2 separate regions of the Zea mays genome follow, and region 2 is linked to region 1. Evidence: chromatin contacts called from public Hi-C data. All regions are on one chromosome and are shown on one strand. The core of a region is the stretch at or near the end of the contact, and the rest is flanking DNA. Distances in the headings are between cores, read along the strand shown.

Evidence for each region. Hi-C and Micro-C count contacts between places; a contact is called where the count stands out from the background.
Region 2: a contact with region 1 is called in a Hi-C map of ear, with 4 times the contacts expected there. The contact joins two enhancer-like sites. A contact is called at or near these places in 5 of 25 Hi-C or Micro-C datasets (ear, endosperm, leaf and 1 more).

The regions. Positions count from the first base shown.
Region 1 is chr7:88,985,028-88,990,649 of Zm-B73-REFERENCE-NAM-5.0, forward strand. It overlaps the pseudogene LOC118473023. Among protein-coding and RNA genes, the nearest start is that of LOC100284580, 11 kb to the left of the region's middle. Within about 2 kb of position 3,199, at least 10 of the 20 cell types and tissues checked have an H3K27ac peak or open chromatin away from gene starts, as enhancers often do. A contact at or near this core is called in ear and leaf, where this site is marked.
Region 2 is chr7:89,195,633-89,201,254 of Zm-B73-REFERENCE-NAM-5.0, forward strand. It overlaps a transcript of LOC542662 not described here. Among protein-coding and RNA genes, the nearest start is that of LOC542662, 44 kb to the right of the region's middle. Within about 2 kb of position 3,254, at least 20 of the 20 cell types and tissues checked have an H3K27ac peak or open chromatin away from gene starts, as enhancers often do. A contact at or near this core is called in ear and leaf, where this site is marked.

The DNA of each region.
Region 1 (5,622 bases), core at 1,949-4,448:
ACAACTAAATATATCATGGATAAAGAAAATTGGCAAAAGAAACATGAACAACCTTTCTTAGCGACCTTCTTCCAAAAAATAAAGATCAAAACCTCCCCTTGTATTTTGTGAAATCTGGCCTTCCAATAAAAGTTGGGCTGCGCGCGAGCTACACAGTTTTTGTCGGGAAGGATGAAGCATAGGCGGTTGGATCGATTAGGCAACCTAACTACTTTATCTCTAACACATGGTGAAACCCTAGATCCAAAATGTGGCTAAAATGGAGGAAAAATGAACAAAATTTGGCAAAAGAAACATAAGCCAAACTTTCCTATCAACTAATAAACAAAAAATTTTAATACCCAAACCTATCTCTAACACATGGTGAAAGCCTAGTTTCAAAATGTAGTTAAAATTGAGCAAAAATGAACAATAATTGACAATTGAAACATAATTAAACCAACCTTCCATACAACACATTCACCATTCATTAAGCAACTAAATATGTGTTATGGATAAACTTATTTGAGAACTAAACATGAAAAAGGAGAGGGAATAGACAAAAACTAACCATCTTAAGCAACCTCATTTGAGGAAAAAGAGAAAATAACCTAGCTATACTCTTCTCTCTCACATGTAAAACCCTAGATCCAAAATGTGGCTAAAATTGAGCAAGAATGAACAAAAATTGACAAAGAAACATAAACCAACCTTTCTTATCCACCTTCTTCCAAGAAATGAAGACCAAAACCTCCCCCCTTATATTTTTGTGAAATCTGGACCTCCAAAATCGCCTCCAATGGAAGTTGGCTGCGAGCATACAGTTCACTGTCGGGGGGAAGAAGAGGGGTATTTATAACAGACAGTTCACTGGCGGTTGGCTTGAAAAACCGCCAGTGAAAATCTATTTCCACTGGCGGTTATCTTAACACAACTGCCATATTTCCACTGGCGGTTCTGTTACAGGTTGTGTTAAGATAACTGCCAGTGGAAATTGGTTTCCACTGGCGGTTCCCAAGCCGGGCCCGCCTCGTTTTTTTTTACTGGCGCGCGATAACTGAAACCGCCAGTGATAATTTATGAGTGCCGCAGGCTATGAGCTCTTTTCTACTAGTGTTTATTCCCCCGCTGATCGAAATGCTCATACATATAAATATATATAAAAATATATAGCTGATGGAGGAGCGCGAGATAAAGCTGATGAGGAAGGAGATGGTTCCCAAGGCCCAGCTTATGCCAGCATTTGACAAGCCATTCCACCCACAAAGGCACTGAATATATATATATATATATATATATATATATATATATATATATATATATATATATATATATATATATATATATATATATATATATATATATATATATATATATATATAATATTTTTTAAAACTATAAAGTTGAGTATGTACGCAAGAATTCTTACGTAGCACGCGAATGCATGTGTGCATGGCTGCTGTGCTAGGTGCTTGTTGGTAAATTTCCACGTACGGCGCTGCTTGTGCCCCTTTAACTTTCACTTTTTCTCCCTGTCTTTTATCTTCAATTCTCTTTTAGCTATAGTAGCTTTGTGATTATTACAAATTGTGAAGCTTAGCTAGGAAACAAAAAGGGGTTCATCATCGATCGTCACTCAGGACGTTGCTTTGCATGCGCCATGCACATGTACGTACGTCTGTTGGCAGAGATGAGCAATAAAGCTTGCATATAGTAGCGTGCCATGATATGAGCCTTGCTTGCTTGTGTTTTGCGCGCGCACACGTACATATGCACGTCGCTTTTGCGTGTGACAAATTTGTCGCGCGCACATGGATCTGGAACACAGACACAGTAGTAGTATACGTTGACGAATGAACCACGCAGGCATGCATCCATGCATGGCTTCCGAGTTCCGGCCCGATCGAAATGATGCATGCAAGGTCAACGACGACGACATGCATGCATGCCCGCGTAGGTTTCATTTGCATGCATGCTATGTGTGCCGCATGCAGCTTCAGCCAATGATTTCATTTTATATGTACCTACTAGTCCTAGCTAGAGAGAACGCGCGCATGCATTGATCCGCTTCACACCGGCCGGTTGTGCATGCATGCGGTGCGGATGCAGCAGTTTGTCCATCTTGCAGGGCTCAAGGCAGCAGGCACGGCACGGACAGGCTATAGAGAGCAGGACGAGAGTAAGGGACCCTTTGGTAGGGCTTATTTTTCAGCTTCGGCTCTGGCTCATGCAAAAGTTGTACCAAACACCTCTTTTTCAAATGGCTTCACCAGTGAAGTGCTTTTCCAAAATGAACTAGAGGACATGAGCCAAAAAAAGTGGCTCACCCGGCTTCAGCTCACGTCATTTTTGCACAATAGCCCTCCCACTAGCCTAAATTATTTTTTTTGGTCCTACCCTCAATCCCTAGCCACGTACAGGAGAGATCGACCAGTATAGGGTCTTTCTGAAAAACAACCTATAAGCCGTTTTGCCAAATGATTTTTCAGAACGGCTTTGGCTCATCTAAAGAAGTGGCTTCACCTCGTGAGTCAGAGCCAAAGTCATTTTTGGAGAAGCCAGAGCCCTGCCAAAGGGGCCCTAAATAATAGTAAGGGTTCTGACCAGAATGATGAATGCCTGCCATGCAGCTTCATACAATTTAATATAAATGTCTTTCTCTCTCTGTGTGTTCATGCATGCATGCACGCCTAGTCGCCCTAACGTGTCACATCCCTTTCACGGCGAAAGCTCGTTTATTCCAATTGTATGCAGCGGGTGAAACATGCTGACAGCGACTGTGAATGCGCAACAAAGCTCATCGTGCGTACATATGCATATACTAGCAGTTGATCGTGTTTTACTACGATTTTTATATATCATATAAAAGTAAATGTGGTCTGATAGTTAGCTCTAAATTTTTGTAGCAGGCGGTATGGTTCGAGTGCTCGCTTTGCACTATATTTTATATAATTGTGGATATTATGGCAACAGATAGCTCCAGCTTCAGAAAATTTGATAGAGTTGGTGGAGTAGGTCATTAGATGCTCCAGAAAATCGTGGAGCTGAAGCTTAAGTCTTTAGAAACATTTAGATAAATTATTTTTTACTATTTAGATTAAAATATTTTTAAAAATAATTAAATTAATATTATATACTACAGCACCACACTGAAATTTGAACTAGAGTCATCCTAAACACCCACTTAATACCAAGTTCCTAGTACACAAGAGAAACCATGGACCAGCCATGGGCCTGCTCGGCCCACGAACCAGCCCAATACGAAGCGTACCGTCTGTACGTATGCCGCATCATACAAGTGAAAAAAAAAGATTCTTTCTAGCTGTTCAAACTATTTGTACGGGGGTCTGATTTTCGCTCCTTCCTAAACAATAAAGCAGACATCTAACTCCTTAAACCCTATATTATATTCAGGTTACTTCCCTACTATGGCTGGCAGTGGTTTTTGTACTCTTTTTAGATTTTCTTTTTCTTTGTTAAATGCTTCATAAGATTTTAAAATCTCAAAAAATGTATCTAAGATTTTTTTACATAAAAACCTACAAATAGACCGTAAAAATTCCAACTAAACTATATAAATCTCGTGAAAAATATCTTTCGCTAATATGAAAAAATATTTAACTATGTCATGTGTAGTTAGGAACCTCCATTCTTGGCAACATCTGTATGTCTAGTGTAGTCAGATGCTATGTCATGTGACCACTCTGTGTCCACATGCGGCATGCACTATATGCCCAAACCCCCTAGCCCACACACGCATGTGAAACAATGAGAGTCGTCTTTGATACCATTTGTAAAACTCCGGCCACTCATGGACCGGTAGTACTTACTCCTAACAGCCCTCTAGGATCATATATCATCCCCACAGACCAATACAATTATTTTGTGCACACTTTGTCCTTACTCATGCGCACCCGAGAAGACTTCCCGGTCGGTCAATCATCCCAAGATTGCTTTGGGGCAAGCACGCTTAACCTAGAAGTTCTTTTGAGACTGGCTTCGGAAAAAGAAGATGCACCTTGCTGGTATGAGTATTATATCAATCCTATTAAGCCTTGGACCAGGATATCACAACTGAGCTATATGGCTTAGCCTTCATGACTTACACCACTATGGTTGCACTTTTTGGTGTTCTATGCTCGATTCTTCTATTATCTTTGACCATCCTGGTGGGCCTCTAGCAGCCCTTGGCCTGTCGACCTATCCTAAAGGCACCCTGAAGAATGGAGGACTTATGTGAAGGCCCTCCTGTAAGAGCCTTGATGAAGGTCTACTAGGTTTTTGTTGTGGCATCCACAATGAAGGGCTTCACCTAAACTTCTACATTAGTGTCCCAATCGATCCTTTTCCACACTTGGACCTTATGCTAAGTACTAGCGTTCATGAAGTCCGTGAGAACATTTTGTTTCTTTTGATAAGTGAACCTTCAGGCACAATGTTTCTCTCCCCCCATAGAGAAGTTGGATTGTTGCTTTGACGACTATATATGAGGGAAGGGGGGGTAAAACCAGAGATTCCCTCATCACCACAGTAAAGCCCCAACTCTCTTCACTCTATATCTCTAGCACTCTAAGCGAAGTGGCGTACATCTGTGGTTGTAGGCCTTGGTGTGATGTTTTAACATTAAGGTCAAGGACTACAATAACAATTTAGGGAGTTTTTTATTATTTGTGTGAAGGCTCGATATTTTTTGGTTTTATAGAAGGATACTTTAGTTAATGTTGAGGCCAACTTTGGTGATTTTTTATGGATTCATAGGTGAATACTTTAGCTAGCATGAAGGCTTCAGTCGATTACTAGCACCACTAGATGCAAGAACTCAATGAAAATGCACTAGAATCACTCCAAATCTCAACTCACATGAATAACTAGACAAAGAGATAAGTAGGAGGTGTTTGAACAAGCTAAAAGGGTGTATGTTTCATTAGAGAAGCAAGATAGTTGACAACAAGATGACCACCACCAACTTATAACACCTCAAAGCTAAAGAACCATTGGAGCAACTCAGCGCACATAGACTGAGGCATTTGAGGCTCTAATGACCCCATTAGACTAAACCTCAATAGTTTGACATTTATGCCTATGTTGATGTATCAAGTTTTCGTTGAAACTAGCAGTTACTCACCTTAACGTCTACTCAAGCATATAGGTCGATACCCTATATCCAATGGTCATCGAGCCTATGGCCAAGCAAGTATAGTGCAACACACATAGAATCTAAAGACAATTTTGCTCACTGGACTAAGCCAACGCTCCATGTTAGACTAGATACCAAGGTTTGAGGTTCGCTTCAAACCTTTTTTTAAACTTGGATAGTTGGGGTCGCCTAAGTGAACATTGTAATTTGTAAGCTTATGCAAATATGCCAACTTTAAATATGTTTCAACACTTGTGGAAAATGAGTTCGCCTTTTCACAAATATTTGCTCAAAGGCTTTCCATTCAATAGGTCTAATGCATATGTAATCAAATATTCCACCTAGTGCCACTTAAATAACAAGAGTTAAACTTTATAGGTCCCTCTTAATAATGTGACCACCTATCCTAATCTAATCATGTACTCTATTATGTCTTAATAGATAAAACAAAACACCCTATTTCTGAAGGACCGACTAGGCGAACGGAGGCGGGGTGAATGGGAGCG
Region 2 (5,622 bases), core at 2,004-4,503, 210 kb after region 1:
TGTGGGAGTGGGAGTAGTAGTGAGTTGCCATGAAATGTCTTGGGATGGCATGAGGGGAGGCCCTTGCCCCTCTATTTATAGGAAAGTTGGGGGATTAGGGGGAGCAGGCAAGGATTAGTGGGAGGAGGCGAGGATTAGTGGAAGATAAGCATGTATTAGCCATGTATAAGTGAAATTAGCTTGTAGAGCTCACGGTATGACACCGCAGGCGTATGTATACGTATGAGCATGAGAAAAGTTATTAAGAAAAATATTTGTAGGGACTTTAAAAAAGATTCTGAAGGTATTTCTGAGGAGGAAAATATTTGGAGAAATATCGGTGGAATATTTAGGCAGTATTTCTAGAAAGAATTTAAGGGGGTCACTAGGAAAATATTTGTAGGATATTATGAGGAATATTTGGAGAGGATATAGACCACTATATTTTATTTGTTGAGAGCAACTCACAAACAAACATTTTGAAATGAAATTTAAAATTCATTTTGAATATAGGACGAGTTCAAGAAATTTTCTGGATTTGAATTTTTGGGGTGCTACAGCATGCCCTTACAGCGCCCCCAAGAACCCCATGCATGTGACACACCTACCCCAGGCCCCATGGCCGGCCACCTCCAAGCTCCTTTTCCCTTGTTGTTCTTCCTCCATGAGTCCAAGGAAGAAGAAAGGCAAGATAGAAGAAGGCAGCCACAAGAGATCTAATAGATGTGATCTTTTGCATCCATAACTTTTTGACCCTTGTGTGGCTTCCCTTCGGCCAATAAGATCATTCCATGTAGCCCTATTTTTATTCATGTCGAGGCTCCTTTGTTTTCCAAAAAAATTCTAGTGTATTGAGTGTACGTTTGCAATCGCATAGATAACGATCAGTTCGTAGAGCACGAGGGAGCTACCTATGAAGAACCTGAGCAACTGCCCTCTGGCCTATTATATCCTACTTTCATTGGATAACTTACTTTCCCGCACAACATGAACAAACTAAAGATGACTAGTTTTCTATTTTCCTTGTGTTTGTTTATCCATGGGTTTGGGTTGTGATGTTAGCTTAAATTCTAGCGCTTGAACTTAATTAATGAATATGATGATATACATTTTGTGATACGATGTTCCATGTTTCGGATATGGGTTTCTAGTAACCTAGAGGCTTTGGCGGTATCCTAAGTACTTCACCGAATGGAGGCTTGGGCGGTATCCCATGTTCTTCACCGTAAGGAGGCTTAGGCGGTATCTCGAGTGTTTCTCCGTAAGGACCGGTTCGTTGAGTGACCACTCAAGAAAACAGTACAGCCATGTGGGTGGTAATGGTCGCCCTAAGCTGATTAATTAGATGAACTAAAGGTGTAGTTTGCTTCATCATCGTGTCGTCAATGGGGTCTAGAGCCCACTCCTCGCTCTGCCAATGCTGGGTGCTAAGGTTTATTCGTTTGGTTTTTGTTAGTCACCCCCTTGGAGAGGAGTCATGTGCTTACAAATTAGAGAAACCTAATGGGCGACTATACCTTTGGGGAATCCTTCTAAAGGATTTATAGTGAGACCCTGCCAAGTCACCTTGAAAGTGATCAATTGGGAGTCATGATCCTTGGACAAAGGAATTACGACTCATGGGTAAATTGTGCAACCTCTACAGAGGGTTTATCAAAATTGGTATATCAACCATGCTCATGGCTAAGAACGACCTTGGAAGCCTCATTGATTAAAGATATTATTGTTATAAACTAGTTATGATATTGGTAACGATGTTCCTCGTTGAGGATATGATTGATGGGTTGATAAACCCAGGATAATGTTAAAGTTTGGCTTGTACCAATAATAAACACTTGATGAATTAAAAACAACCGCTAAGAGCCTAACCCCACAAAAAACTAATCCACTTCACCCAAAATGAGCACTTGCTAAGTATGGTGTGTACTCACTCTTGCTTTCACACAAACACTAGGTTGCCATATTGCAACCCATGCTCATTTGAAGAAAAAGATGCTGCTGAAGCCGATCTTCAAGAGTTCAAAGACTTCGACAAGTATGAAGATTGGGCTTGTAATCTCCTCCAGACAGATGATTGTGGAGGGCTATGTTCTCTATCGACTTCCCATACTTTCGTTTCTGCGTAAGTGTCGTTACATAATGTTATGTATAAGACTATTTTGTAATAGTGTTAAATACTCTGTTTTATTCGAGCATTGTGCAATGGTATATTATTTGTGTAATCGTTGTGCGCGTTATTTGGATCCTGACACGTGTATGGTTCGCATTTGATTTGACTTCTGAAATAGGATGAGACTTTGCCCATGTTGATATAGCAAAAGAAAATATAGGACTGTGTCTCGGGAGGCCATAACCAGGCAATCGAAAAAGGAAACTACAGAAAAACAAAACAAACAAATAACCTGCGCGCGGCGCAAAACTCAGCTTGCAACCTAATTGGCAAAGCAGAAGACCAAGCGCTCAAGATGTCGTCGTTGTTTGTTTAAATAACATGACCGCCACCAGGCCACCACCAAGAGGCCACACATGCTCCTCGCAAAACCAACCCCCACACAAACACACCGCCAAGAACATAGAGTCCTGGACAACATCAGCTCTTTAAGAGAGAGAGAAGAACAATCCATGCATGCATCGTCCCCCACATGAACCCACTAGCTGCCACCGAAAACGTCTAGGTAGCTAGGGCTAACGACAATCCTACTTGTGACAAAAGAAAAAGAAGTACTACCTCCATTCACAAATATATAACATCGTTGATTTTTTTAAAAAAAATTTGATCACTCGTCTTATTCAAAATATTTATTTAAAAATATAAAATTTTAAATAAAATATAAACTTCCTTAAGTGATAAAATAAATAAAAAATAATAATTTATTATTATTTGAATAAGATGAGTGGTCAAAGTTTTTTTAAAAAATCAATGGTGTCATACATTACATTTATGAACGGAGGGAGCATAAGGCTACTGATGGGATAGATCTCTTGTTCGAAAGTACTCGCGAGTATTGTTCCATGAAAGAGAACGTACGGTAGAATGTGGAAGATGATAATGGAGCGGGGTTGTGGTTGTGGGCCATCACATGCGTGGCTTTGGAAGGATCCATCTCCATCCTCGCGGAAATTAAAGGGAGGCCCTCCGGCGCCACGCCTGTGGGCCCACAAAAGGCGGCCGCGTTGTTTGCCTTTTCCCCACGCGGCCACACACACCCGGCCCTACTACCTCTTCGCTCGGAGCCCTACTGGAGTGGGCCACCCTACCTCTTCCCCCTTCTTCTCTCTCTCATTCATTCATGCCGTACCGTACGCATGTTCTCTCTCTCATTTGTTCGTATCCTGGAGGGATGGAGAGAGAGAGAGAGCAAATGGATGGGTGCCGTGACCGTGAGTTGCAGGCGCTTGAAACAAATGAGGCCTCAGATGTTGCTGTGGCCCAGGAGACCACGGTGGGCTCAGCACCAGACGGCCGGGCGGAAGCGCCATGCTTGTCTGTCGAGGCAGTGAGCACCGCCGCAGCACAAAAGCCGCGGGACACGGCCGGGTGCAGTGCAGCCCGTCCCACTCCCTCCCAACCGTGCATCGGCAAGCATCGCTCCCAATGCCAGTGCCAGCAGCTACCATGGCTCACCTCCAGCAGCCTGCTTACTTGCTGTCCCTAGTCTCTACTCTCTACTCCCCCTGCCATGGCCCATGGCACGGCACAGATTGCTAGCGCAACTGCATTGGAGTGATGGAAGGAGACATGCCGTCATCTCTATTTCTAAAGCAAACTGTGCTTCAGTTCCACACTTTCTCTAGCACCAGTACAGCATTTCTTTGGAGAACAGACAACACACACCCATGGAGGTACTGCTGTATATCTCATTACCAAACAACACCTTCGGTGAAACTAGTACTACAATACACAGGGTTGCACAGGGTTTCTTCCAAACAAGTCCTCTAGTTTACAAGTTACACAGGGTTGTATTGTACAGTTGCCTGCTTCGAGTACACAGCGGCAGTTTTTGGCCTATATCATGCATGCATGCATGCGTCCATCAACCTGCCGCTACCCAGGGGACAAATGACAAATCACTTCGATCATGCCGCCTCAAGTTTCAGTCTGGCAGCTGGAAGCAGCAGTTACAGTTTATGATGCCCAAGGGCATGCACGAATGCCACAATTCAGGCTTGCAGTAGACTCCAAATGGGAGAGAACTGGCCATCCGTCTGTCTATGCTGCGACCGCAAATGAACCGCGAACTAGCTGGCGGAGCAGCAAACCATGACAACCCTGTGTAAGAAAAAAAATAAAAGAACCATCTCCAATCAGTCAAGAGGCTCAGAGGGGTGGCTAACAAACATGTGATGCAGACACGCACGCTGCAGCTTGTCTAAAGCAGCACTACTGCAATGTAGGACGTACATAGATTATTTTCTCATGACATTTCCCGAAACTAAAAAAATGGAAATGGGTATGGTTTGCCATCCATTCTATGCCTAATATTAAAAGGCAAATTTTGTTTTCTCCAAATTTACTCGCCCGGTGCCCTGTCCACACGTTCATCCACTCTTCGGAGCATAGAAGTCCTATGCCAGTTGTAGGGATTGTTTGGGACAGCTTCTCTGCATTCGTAATAGTTATAAAAGTAGTTTTGGGTTTGTCATGAAGCATGCTATGATGCATGGTCAGTCAATATGGAATTTGTCCCTCTCTTCTTGAGAGCATATCTCTGGGCCCCTCGAGTGATTGGATCAAGAAATACATGAACGTGCTAGAGTTTAAGAGCTAACCTATGAAAAGACTCCAAATCACAGTATCTAGAAAGAGAGGTTAGCTTATTAGAGCCAGACTAAATATCGTGAGATAAAGGGAACAACATGTACATAATGTTGTGATGATTTGTATGATCTTCACGTGTGCATAGGAGATGACATGTCTTGGTAGAGGCCATTGTCAATTATTGGGCTAAATAAGAGTACTCGGACTAAATAAGTGTACGTGAACCTATAAGGTCACAAACTTAAGGGGATGGAAGCTTAATTCGATAAGATCCGAATTAGACTGGGTTTAAGGTTGTTGATGGGCCTCCGAGTTAAAAGCCCATCAGAATACCTATATAATGAGGGGTGGAGACGCGATTAGGGCTAACCTAATTTGCCCACCAGAATACCAACAGTCATGCCCCTCTCGTCCTCACCACGCCGCAGTCGCAAACCTAGTAATCCGGTGCGTAGCGCTTCCTCCTTGCACGTGTGGATACCTCGAAAGGGCTGCTTCTGGAGCACTAGGACGAACCACACGACAATGCTCGATGAGTTCGTCTACATCAAAATGGCTTCCGTTGCCTTGCACATCTAGTGCTAATCCCGTGACCTATAACATCAGTAGATATTGGTTTTATGGTGTCAAAAATTTTGTTTTGCGGTAGTGTAGTCTCCCCATAATCCTACACTCCTTTTCTGTGCACCTTCCAGCCAGCCAGCCACGCCTTGGCTACACCTCTCCCTGACTGCTCACACCTCCCTGCACCCCGTCCCGACCAGTTGCACCCTCCACGCATCCCTTCAAGGTCGGTTGCGCTGGCTGCACATGCTGGCCATGCCCTGGTTGTGTAAGTGCAATCAACCCTAATTGAGGGTTTTGGTGATTAATGACAAAACAAA